Linked DNA regions of Rattus norvegicus: region 1 is linked to region 2. Evidence: chromatin contacts called from public Hi-C data. All regions are on one chromosome and are shown on one strand. The core of a region is the stretch at or near the end of the contact, and the rest is flanking DNA. Distances in the headings are between cores, read along the strand shown.

The links. Hi-C and Micro-C count contacts between places; a contact is called where the count stands out from the background.
Region 1: a contact with region 2 is called in a Hi-C map of the A7r5 cell line, with 8 times the contacts expected there. The contact joins the promoter of Rnf26 here to the enhancer-like site in region 2. A contact is called at or near these places in 9 of 12 Hi-C or Micro-C datasets (the A7r5 cell line, the Rat2 cell line, Schwann cells and 4 more) and 1 of 1 datasets of contacts at active chromatin or transcription factors (oligodendrocytes).

What each region holds. Positions count from the first base shown.
Region 1 is chr8:53,351,563-53,357,069 of GRCr8, reverse strand. It overlaps Rnf26 (ring finger protein 26), which reads left to right and starts at 3,484. Exons shown (of 1, transcript NM_001113748.1): 1 at 3,484-5,507. The coding sequence starts at 3,484. The coding sequence ends at 4,758.
Region 2 is chr8:53,227,874-53,233,047 of GRCr8, reverse strand. No RefSeq gene overlaps it. Among named protein-coding and RNA genes, the nearest start is that of Thy1, 56 kb to the left of the region's middle. Within about 2 kb of position 1,452, at least 12 of the 93 cell types and tissues checked have an H3K27ac peak or open chromatin away from gene starts, as enhancers often do. A contact at or near this core is called in the A7r5 cell line, where this site is marked.

The DNA of each region.
Region 1 (5,507 bases), core at 2,235-4,734, 120 kb before region 2:
CCCATTGTTTTCTAAATTACATTTATTTATCTATTTGGGGTGGTGGTGCTGTGTGTGTGTTTGCACACGCGCATGCATGTGTATGCAGTCACAGAAGACAGACTGCAACTTTTGGGAGAGCCAGGACCCATACTCCCACAGAAAGCTTTGTGGCTCCCAGGGATTGAAGTCACTAGGTTAGGCAGCAGGCCCCTTTTACAGGTGAGCCAAGTTGTTGATCCTAGCTGGCTCTTTAATTGCAACCAATGTAGGTGTGGCAGGTGTGATTTTGGGTATAGGGAACGGAGTCCTGGCTGTGGGTAATTCGGCCAATCCTAGAGAAAGTTTAAATTGCTCCAGGATCCACACCTGACTAATTGCAGGCTGAAGACACAGGTTCAAAAACAAAACAAGGGGCTGGGGATTTAGCTCAGTGGTAGAGCACTTGCCTAGCAAGCGCAAGGCCCTGGGTTCGGTCCCCAGCTCCGGAAAAAAAATAAAAAATAAAACGAGCGAGTCCTTCAGGGATGGTTCAGGCACTTCCTGTGTGTGCAGTAAGAATACCGGAGTTTGAGTCTCCAGCAACAGGAACTGACTGGCCAGAGAACATAGTCAGAATAAGGTGGGAAGTGATGAAAACACCTGACATCCTCCTCTGGTCTCTAACATGTGCGCACTCAGGTCAGCATGTATCTGGGGAAGCCCGTCTCTCTTCTGCTGGGAATTGGGTGCAGGTCACCAGGCTCTCACACAGCAAGTGCTTTTACCTGTATAAGCAACGGCACAGAAAAACTACTGACCTAGATTGCTCCGTGGGCGGAAAGAAAGATTTTATTTGAAACCAGACTGTGAAGCCCACCTCTAGATGTGTTTGGGGGATGGGGAGACAGGCAGGGACAGGAGTAAAATGACTGAAAAGCAAGCAGACTTTACGTGACAGTGAGGTGGATATGGGGGTCTGGGCTGTCATGATTGAACTGGAACTAGCTGCCCTTGGCAGAGGTAGTTGACCTTTGGGAAGGTTAAGAGAACTTCCGGGTGAGCAGAAACTGCTTTGAGAAATCTGCGTTTCTAATAAACAGTAACCTTTAGGGTTGTTTACCGGGTATCAACCCTTCTGCTTACCTAGCCCTGTATCTGTCAACAGCTCTGCTACTCTGGACCGGACAACCTGCTCAGCCATCTCGCTGGTTCTTTTCTTTTCTTGAGACAGAGTCTCTATGGAGCGTTGGTCCTGGAACTTGATACATGGTCCTGGAACTTGATACATAGACCAGGAACTTGATACATGATTCAGACTAACCTCCAATTCACAGATCTGCCTGCCTCTGCCTCCTAGGTGCTGTCCTTAAAGGTATAGCTGTTATTTACTTACTTATATTTTGAAAGACAGGGTTTACAGTAAGCAAAACTGTCTTTTCTTTCTTTTTTTTTTCTTTCTTTTTTTTTTTGGAGTTGGGGACCGAACCCAGGGCCTTGCGCTTGCTAGGCAAGCGCTCTACCACTGAGCTAAATCCCCAACCCCCAAAACTGTCTTTTCTTAAACGGACTAAATATCTAGGAAGCTGACCCTTCTGTCTGTACCTCCCAAGTGCCCCACAAAGCCTCATTTATGTACTGCTGAGGACTGTACTTCAGGTGATGCGGGGCAAGCGGCACGTCCTTCGTGGAGGAAACACAGGGCTTATGCACATTATGAGTTGGCAACAGAGATTTTGAATTCCAAACAAGCAGGAAATTGAAAAAACAAACAGCGCTGACCAGGGGAAGGATAAGTGTCCTGTTTACTTTCTGTTGCTGTGATAAAACACTTTGACCAAAAGCAACTTGGGGAGGAAAAGGTTTGTTTACATTACTGTCAGGCTAGCTAGCGGGTACAATTATTGGTTCACTCTCTGCAAGCTTTCTTCTTACACAGTCCAGGACCCCTCCCTTCGCCTAGGGAATGTTGCTTCCCATGGTTGGCTGGGTCCGCCTATATCAATTAACAAAAGAATCCCTCACAGACAAGTTTACGGTCCAAACCCACCTGAGCAATTCTGTAAACTGAAGTTTCTCTCATGATTCTAGGCTGTGCCAATTTGACAATTAAGGCTAACAGAGACGATAGTCACGAGAGAGATGGGTAAGTAGAAAATACCAGTCTCTTGATGTATGGGGCACAGATGGCCTACAAGCTGATGGGGTCAAGGTAGAAATCAGAGCGCCTTCATTCTGTGGCTCCTTTTCTCAGTGACAAGGGATCCCCCCTAACAATCTTTTTCTCTTTGTGAATAGCTTGAGACAGATGATAATCTTAAAAAGGGTTGTATTTCCAAAGCATGGTACATGCTTAATAAGTGTTAAAAATAAATGATGAGGGCTGGAGAGATGGCTCAGCGGTTAAGAGCACCCGACTGCTCTTCCAGAGGTCCTGAGTTCAATTCCCAGCAACCACATGGTGGCTCACAACCATCTGTAAAGAGATTCGATGCCCTCTTCTGGTGTGTCTGAAGACAGCTACAGTGTACTTATATATAATAAATGAATAAATAAATCTTTAAAAAAAATGATGAATGAGATGAGGCAGCAGGTCCCAGGGGGACGTGGAGAAGGTACTAAACCAGAGTCCAGCCCAGACCTCGAAGAACGCATACTCCAAGACCGGGAGCAGGGTGGAGTTGGGGCTTCGGGGCGATACCACTTAAAGACAGTCTCATTAAATTGTGGCTCTGGCTCTTTAAGGGGCGGGGCGGGGCGGGGCGGGGTGAGGAAATTATACCGACACGCTAACGGACCTATCACCACCTCAAAGAGGAGGAGCTTTATAAATATATTTCTATTCCTCTCATTGGAAATTATGTCTTTGGGCGCTGTTCAAAAACACCAATGGTTTGTCGACTTTTCTGCCATTGCCCCTCACTGATTGGCCATGGGCTATAGTCCCGCCCCCTGCTTGCCCCGTCCCTTAGCACACAAGATGGCGGCGCCCAGTGGAGTCGAGACCGCGCTTGGGGTTTGCTGAGGCTGACTTTCTGTCCTGCTTTCCCTTTGGGTGCCAGTCGCCACGAGCAGGAGGACAGGGGCCGGGCGGGGACAGGGGCACTTGCGTGGCTGGACCGCGAGCCCGCGCCCAGCCTGCGTCGCCCCCACCCGGCCCCGGCCCGGCCCTTCCCGATCCCGTCCTATCCTTCCCGGTCTTCTCCCGGTCAGACCCGTTGCCCGGCCTTGAATACCGCTCCAGGCTTCTAAAGCTGAGGTACTTCCTCCAGTCCGGGCTCCCTATCATTTTAGAGATGTTTTGCTTCTTCGCTCCCGAACAGCCCGCCTTCCAAACCGGGATTCCTTTCCCTCTTGTAAAAGTCTTCTCTCCAACCCACTTCTGTAGACCTTGGTTCTCCCTTGGTTAGACGTTCACATCCCTTCCAAATTAACTCCGAACTCTCCGCAGTATTGGCAACCTTGACACCATCTTCTCTGAGGAGCCAGCCTTTCTTTTTTTGTCCTGAACTCCACAGCCCTATCATGGAGGCTGTCTACCTGGTGGTGAATGGGGTGGGCCTGATGCTGGACTTGCTGACCTTGGTGTTGGATCTCAACTTCTTGCTCGTGTCCTCCCTCCTGGCTACCTTGGCCTGGCTTTTGGCCTTCATCTACAATCTGCCACATACAGTACTGACGAGTCTTCTGCACTTGGGTCGAGGATTCCTGCTCTATTTGGTGGCCTTAGTTGAAGCAGTGGTCCGATTTACCTTCGGGGGATTGCAGGCCTTGTGTACTCTTCTCTGCAGCTGCTACTCGGGCTTGGAGAGCTTAAAGCTGCTGGGGCACCTGGCTTCTCATGGAGCTCTGAAGAGCCGGGAATTACTGAACAGGGGTATCCTGAACATGATCTCTAACGGTCATGGTTTGCTACGCCAGGCCTGTGACATCTGTGCCATTGCCATGAGCTTGGTGGCCTATGTGGTCAATAGTCTGGTCAATATTTGCCTCATTGGCACTCAGAACTTCTTCTCCCTGGTGCTGGCCCTGTGGGATGCCGTGACAGGGCCTCTTTGGAGGATGACAGACGTGGTGGCTGGTTTCCTTGCTCACATTTCCAGCAGCGCTGTGGCCATGGCCATTCTCCTGTGGACCCCTTGCCAACTAGTCCTGGAGCTGTTGGCCTCGGCCGTCCGCGTCCTGGCCAGCTGTGTGCTTTTCCACCTCACCGGTTTGGTGTTGCTGGCTTGTGTGCTGGTGGTGATTCTGATTGCGTTGCACCCAGAACAAACCCTGAGGTTGGCCACCCGAGCTCTCAATCAGCTTCACGCCCGCCCATCCTACCACCGGCTTCGAGAGGATGTTGTACGGCTGTCTCGCCTTCCACTAGGTCTAGAGGCTTGGCGCAGAGTCTGGAGCCGAAGCCTACAGCTGGCCAGCTGGCCAAATCGGGGAGGAGCACCGGGAGCCCCCCAAGGTGGCCCCAGGAGGGTGTTCTCAGCCAGGATCCAGCCCCAGGATCCTCTACCTGAAGCAGATGAGGAGGTCATCAGAACAGCAGCTGCTAGAGGCCGGGAGAGACTCAATGAGGAGGAACCTACAGCTGGTCAAGACCCATGGAAGTTGCTGAAGGAGCAAGAAGAGCGGAAGAAGTGTGTCATTTGCCAGGACCAAAGCAAGACGGTGCTGCTTCTGCCCTGCCGGCACCTGTGCCTGTGCCAGGCTTGCACCGAGATCCTCATGCGCCACCCCGTTTACCACCGCAACTGCCCGCTCTGCCGCCGCAGCATCCTGCAGACCCTCAATGTCTACCTCTGAAGACTCCCTCCCTGCCTGCCCGTCCTTTGTGCTCCACACACCAGGACAGCATCAACATTTTGCCTCCGGGTTCTGGCCTGAGTCCTCTTTGCCCTGAAGGTGTCTCTGCCAAGCCTCAAGCCATATATCCAGGACCTGTAGCTGGAATACTCCGGAAGACTCCAGTCTGGGTGGGACAGAGTAACACTTTCTCTAAATGCTGTGTGGGGCCCTGAGATGCTGAGGGTGGTGAGTATGTCACTATGCAAGGGCCCTGAGACTCTGTGGTGGGCTCTTCTGCACCTGCCCACCCAGATGCCTGCCTCTAGGGCTGTCTTTCTCTGCTTCTGGCTTTTTTTTGTTGGGAGTTTTTGGTCCTATTCCCCCAAGGCCACGCCACATCAGTGTCATTTGAGGATTTTGGCAACTCATGGACCTTGGAGTGATCTTGATTTTCTCTCTCTCTCTCTCTCTCTCTCTCTCTCTCTCTCTCTCTCTCTTTCTTTCTTTTGTTTATTCTTGGTTTGGAATGATCTTGGGCCTTTATGTTCAGCCAGAACCTCTGCCCTGGTGGGTGTGGTACTAGAAACCCGCAGGTGTCCTTAGAGCCACTTCTGCCTGTCATTGTCTTTTAAAGACTCCCAACTTGACTAGAACCTGGGGTCAAGAGTTTATCCCTGGGTACAGGGGTGCAGCTACACCTGGCTTTGGGACCATTTACCCTCAGGCACCCCAGCTCTATGGGGAGCCTCAGAAAGAACAACCAGATG
Region 2 (5,174 bases), core at 203-2,702:
ACTACACACATATTAGTGACAAGATCAAAATCACCTTGGGTGCCTCGAACTTTAGGTGCCTGAAGCCATTGAACTTAGCAGAGGTTTGGGGACTGCAGTAGTCAGGGTTCTCTAGAGGAACAGAAGGTCTCTCTCTCTCTCTCTCTCTCTCTTCTCTCCCTCTCTCTCTGTCTGTCTGTCTCTCTGTCTCTGTGTCTCTGTCTCTCTCTGTTTCTGTCTGTCTCTCTCTGTCTGTCTCTCTGTCTGTCTGTATCTCTCTGTCTCTGTCTCTGTCTCTGTCTCTGTCTGTCTGTCTCTCTCTCTCCCCCATATATGGAATTTATTAGCAGGCCTTACAGGCTGTGGTCCAGCTAGTCTAACCATGGCTACAGACCAACAGAAATCCAAGAACTCTAACACCAGTGAAGGAAGACATACTTGCCAGTGAGGGTCTGAACAGACAGGCAAAGAGCAAAAGCTTCCTTTTTCCTGTGTCTTTTATATAGGCTGCCAGCGGGAGGTGTGGCCCAGATTTAGAGTGGATTTTCTGACCTCAAATGATCTGGATTTAGGGTGGGCCTTCCGAACTCAAATGATTCTAATGATTCAATCAAGAAAAATCCCTCACAGATGTACCCAGCCACACGGGCTTTAGTTAATCCCAGATGTAGTCAAGTTGACAACAAAGAATGGCCACCACAGGGCTATACCTCAGTGGTAGGACAATTACCTAGATGTGCAAAATCCTGGTTACATCCCTAGGACTCAGGGAACAGAACCAGCAGAAGGACTGGCTAAGGGCCAGGAGGACGCTCAAGGCCATTTGGGAATTAAGGCCAGGCTGTGGGCATGGCTGTGGCTCAGGGGGAAGAGAAGACTCATGGGAGGGAGTCTGTCCAAGTTTTTCCATCTGCAAAATGGGTACGTTTGCAAACAATGCCTCACTTGGAGACAACAAAGTGTGTTTAACAGTATTGCTGTGTCACTGCTGTAACAAGGCCAGTTCCATGGGGGCTCTTCCTTCTGCTTCTACAAGGTTTATTAACAGCCCATTTCAAAGATGTGACCACATTACTGCCTGCATCCTGCAGCCACTTGGTTCTGTGAATGCAGCCCTGGGTGGCACTGTTTTTAGCCCTGTCGACTGCAGCTGAACATGGGGTCAGCTGAGATTCTGGATCTGTGTGGGGCATGCTTTTAGGCAAAGGCAGGGGCCATGCCCAATACCTCCATCTTCTGCCTTAGTGCTCAGACGGTAATCGTGAGCAAGGCTGGGGGCGGGAAATGTGGATGCAAGGAGCTTGTTTGAGGACATCCTGGGGCAAGGAAAGACACTCTTCAGCTTAGAGTGTGGATGTTCTTGGTCCTTAGCCTCCAACAGACTTCAGCGAGTCGATGTCTACTCGCCAAAACCTGACCCACTAGGCTTGTGAGCTTTCTTGGAGCAATGTCGCCCTCTTGTGGTCATCTGTGCATTGCAAGGCAGTGAGTGGGACAGCTCAGCGCTGCAGGAGAGTCCACCCCACTATTTCCAGGGTGGCACTCCAGTCTGTTTTCTATCCTTGGATGCCCTAGTACTGTCTTTCGTTGCCTTGGCATGTCCTTATTCTTCGTTTGTGTCATAATTGTCCTTGGCATGTCTGTCTGCCATACTGGTATGTGCTGTCTGTCAAATATCTCTTCCCATCAGTCTGTCTGGGTGTCAAATTTTTTCCTGCTGTCTCTGGCCCTCCCTGCCCCGCTCTCTTGCGTCTGTGTCCCTAAGCTGAGGTCATGCCTGTTCTCCTCTGGTTGGATCTGGTTCTTGAGAATGCAGGCTTAGCTGCCCTCTCCAGAATGAGTCAGGAGCTCCTGGAGGGATGAGGGCTCAATTCCCACCTCTTGGTGACCTCAGAGAGGGTGCACAAGGGCACAGGAACTGGCTCAGCTGGGGACTGTGACAAGATATTTTCCAAATCATGTTTATGGGGTGGGTGGAGACATCGGGCGTCTGGGGAGAGGAATGAGCAAGCTGGATATGGCCTGCGTGGCACTGTGCCTGTCCCCCTCCTCCTCTGGGGAGGAACCATCATGTGCTACCTACCCACTGGAAGGGGTTGAGCCCTGCTGCCTGTGTTGGGTTCCCTACCTACTTAATTGCTAACTGGGTCTTCTGTAGCCTCAGGACCTTTGCACAAACCCCTTCCTCACAGTTTCTATCTGATGCCTTACCTTTGAAATCACCTCTTCTGTGAAGCCTTCCCTGATTTACAGTGTCTGAGATGGGCAGTGCTGTACACCTGGCTAGTGTCACCTGGTCATAGCTCTGTCTTCCCTATTTGTGTATCAAATGCTGTATTAGCAAGATCTGTCCCTCAGTAAATACTTGCTAAGAGAATGTCTTGGAGTCTCTATTGGTCCTACCCTTCCCTCTCTGTGGACATATGTGTATATATATTTCATATATATGTGTATATATAATATATGCATATATGTGTATATGTACATGCACATGCATTAATTCATATGTATATATGTGTGTGTGTGTGCACATGTACACAAGGGTGGATGATGCTCTCACATCTGGTCCAAGGGCTGTTCTTCCCCATCGTATATGGCTTATGTGTAAGTTCCTTACAACTGTACTAAGAGGAGAAATTCGGTTCTTCTGTCCCAATAGCCACACTTCAGATGCTCAGTGTCTATGTGTGGCTAGAGATGGTGGCGCCCAGGGGACAGTACAGATACAGAACACCACAGGAAGTTCCATTAGTCAGCGCTACCAAGGAACAAGCTTTGGAAAACATCCTCCCCCTGGATTCTTTCCCACTTTGACAAGGAGGGGGAGGAGATCTCAATGTGTCCAACTCAGGGTGTGAGGGACCAGGACATCCGGTAATGTGCATTGTTGGATGGCTAGATGCATGGCGTGCACATGTATATATGGGTGGATATACATATACAGAACATACAGAATATATGGTGGTACGTATGTTTATATGCATGTGTATATGACATATGTATGTATACAGATGTATGTATCTATGTATCTATGTATGAATATGTGTTTCTGAATTCCTGTACTCCTGAAACTCCTATCTGTGACTGCCCCGGGGGTTGGGGGCTGGGGGTTGGGGAGTTGGGGGGTTGGGGGGTTGGGGGATTGGGGGCTGGGGAGTTGGGGGGTTGGGGGCTGGGGGTTAGGGATTGGGGGGTTGGGGGCTGGGGGTGGGAGGAGCAGCGTTGCTTCTGAGCTAGTCAGTTTTGTCATCTGTACACAAATTAGAGTCACCTGGGAAGAGGGTCGCTCGCCTGAAGAACCACCTCCATTAGATTGGTCTGCGGGCATGTCTGTAAGGCGTTTTCTTAATATCTTTTTTTTTTTTTTTTTTTGGTTCTTTTTTTTCAGAGCTGGGGATCGAACCCAGGGCCTTGCGCTTCCTAGGCAAGTGCTCTACCACTGAGCTAAATCCCCAACCCCCTTAATTTCTAACTATTACAGGAGGGCCCGGACCAGTGGGAGTGGCCCTTCCCTAGAAGGGCCATATAAGCCATCGCCCCCTCTAGACCCTCATCATCTGAGGCAGTGTGGAGATGAGAGCAGTGAGCTGGCCCTGCCCCTTGCCAGCCACAGCCCCTGGGAGAGTGGGCCCTGCCTTGCTACTGGGCAGCCCAGTGGAGCTGACTCCAGAGGCATGGGTGTGGGTGTGGGTGTGGGTGAACCGGCCTGGAGGGCATGAGAGTGGGAGAGCTGACCCTGCCTCCTGCCAGAGGCTGTGTGGCCCAGCTAGTGCTGGGAACTCCCTGGTGGCTGGCGCTCGGTTAAGGGAGAGCTGCCACCCAGGCCCAGATCCAGGGCTCCATGTTGGCTCACCCTAAAATCTACATCATCTGTGAACTGCTGGGACATGTGAAAGGGCCAGCCCTGCTGATCCAAAGCTGCGGGATCTCATGTCACAGGGCAACACAGGACAACTGGGCGGAGTCGCGGTGAGGATCCAGTACTGACAGTGTGGCAGAAGCCAGCGATCTCGAACCAGACCAGTGACTCACTGCAATGAACATTCGCAAGTGAAGCTGTGTGGACAGAGGGATACACTGTGGGACACACTGACACACTGTGGGGAGATGTTTTCTATGCTTTGTTTAGTTTTTTTTGGGAGGGTGGTTGCAAGGGCAGAGGGCAGATACAGGGGGATGGGGGGGATGAGTGGGACTGGGGTGCATGATGTGAAAAAGAATAACTAAAAAGTCAAAAATAATAAACTGGTAAGTTATAGAGGAAGACTAAAAAGGAAAGGAAGATTAAAAAAGAAAGAAGGGAAGGAAGGAAGAAAAAGAAAAAAGGTGAGGGGGGAGGGGGAGGGGGAGGGGGAGGGGGGAGAGGTAGCCCAGCAAGCCAGACAGGCATGGCTGCTCCAGGTCTTTACTACTCTAGTTCCGTCTCGGCTCCCCTTTGTGATGGACTGTCATTGGGAAGTGCACGATGAAATAAACCCTTCCCCCTGCAGCTTGCTTTGGGTTAGTGTGTTTTGTTTTGTTGTTTGTTTTGTTCTGTTGTTTGCCTGTGGGCTGGCAGGTGAGCGGTCCTCTGCTCTCTGCAGATGCTGCCCTGCTCCTGGTTCTGCAGAGGAGCAGAGGTTCCGCTCATGGCCTTCACTTGAAATTGCTTGACTTTGGATGGCTGTCGGTGCATTTGGGGATGTCATGCTTGCGGGAGGGGTGTGTGTCCCTGCAGTTAATGACTGCAGGGCAGCATTAGAGACTCCAAGCTTCGGGTGGAAAAGCTAAGCGGTGTCACAGGTGGAAGTAGCCAAGGTGGCTGCCATGGAGGAGCTTTCTCTGCAGACCTGAACCCAAGAGAGGCACTGAGATACTCGGAGAAGGATGGGGGTAGAGCCTCGAGGCCAGAATCCAGTCCAGGTCGGGGAAGAAAGGAGTTGAGGCAGGCCTAGGGGAGCCCCTAGCCCTAGCAAAGCCTTCCTAGCAAGTGGGTCTGGACATCTTGGGCCTGACGCAGAGGAGGTGGGAGCTGAGCAATGCTCTGACCAGACCATCCCTGGAGGCTGCTCTGCTCTCAGGCCCAGAAGGCTTCTGGGTAACCTCGGCCTGCTTTGGCTGTCATGGAGAGAAGAGCAATGCCTAGGAGGGGAAACTCTGGGTTCACCATACATATTTATTCAGGAACCTGTTTATAAAGACACACCTACATCCAC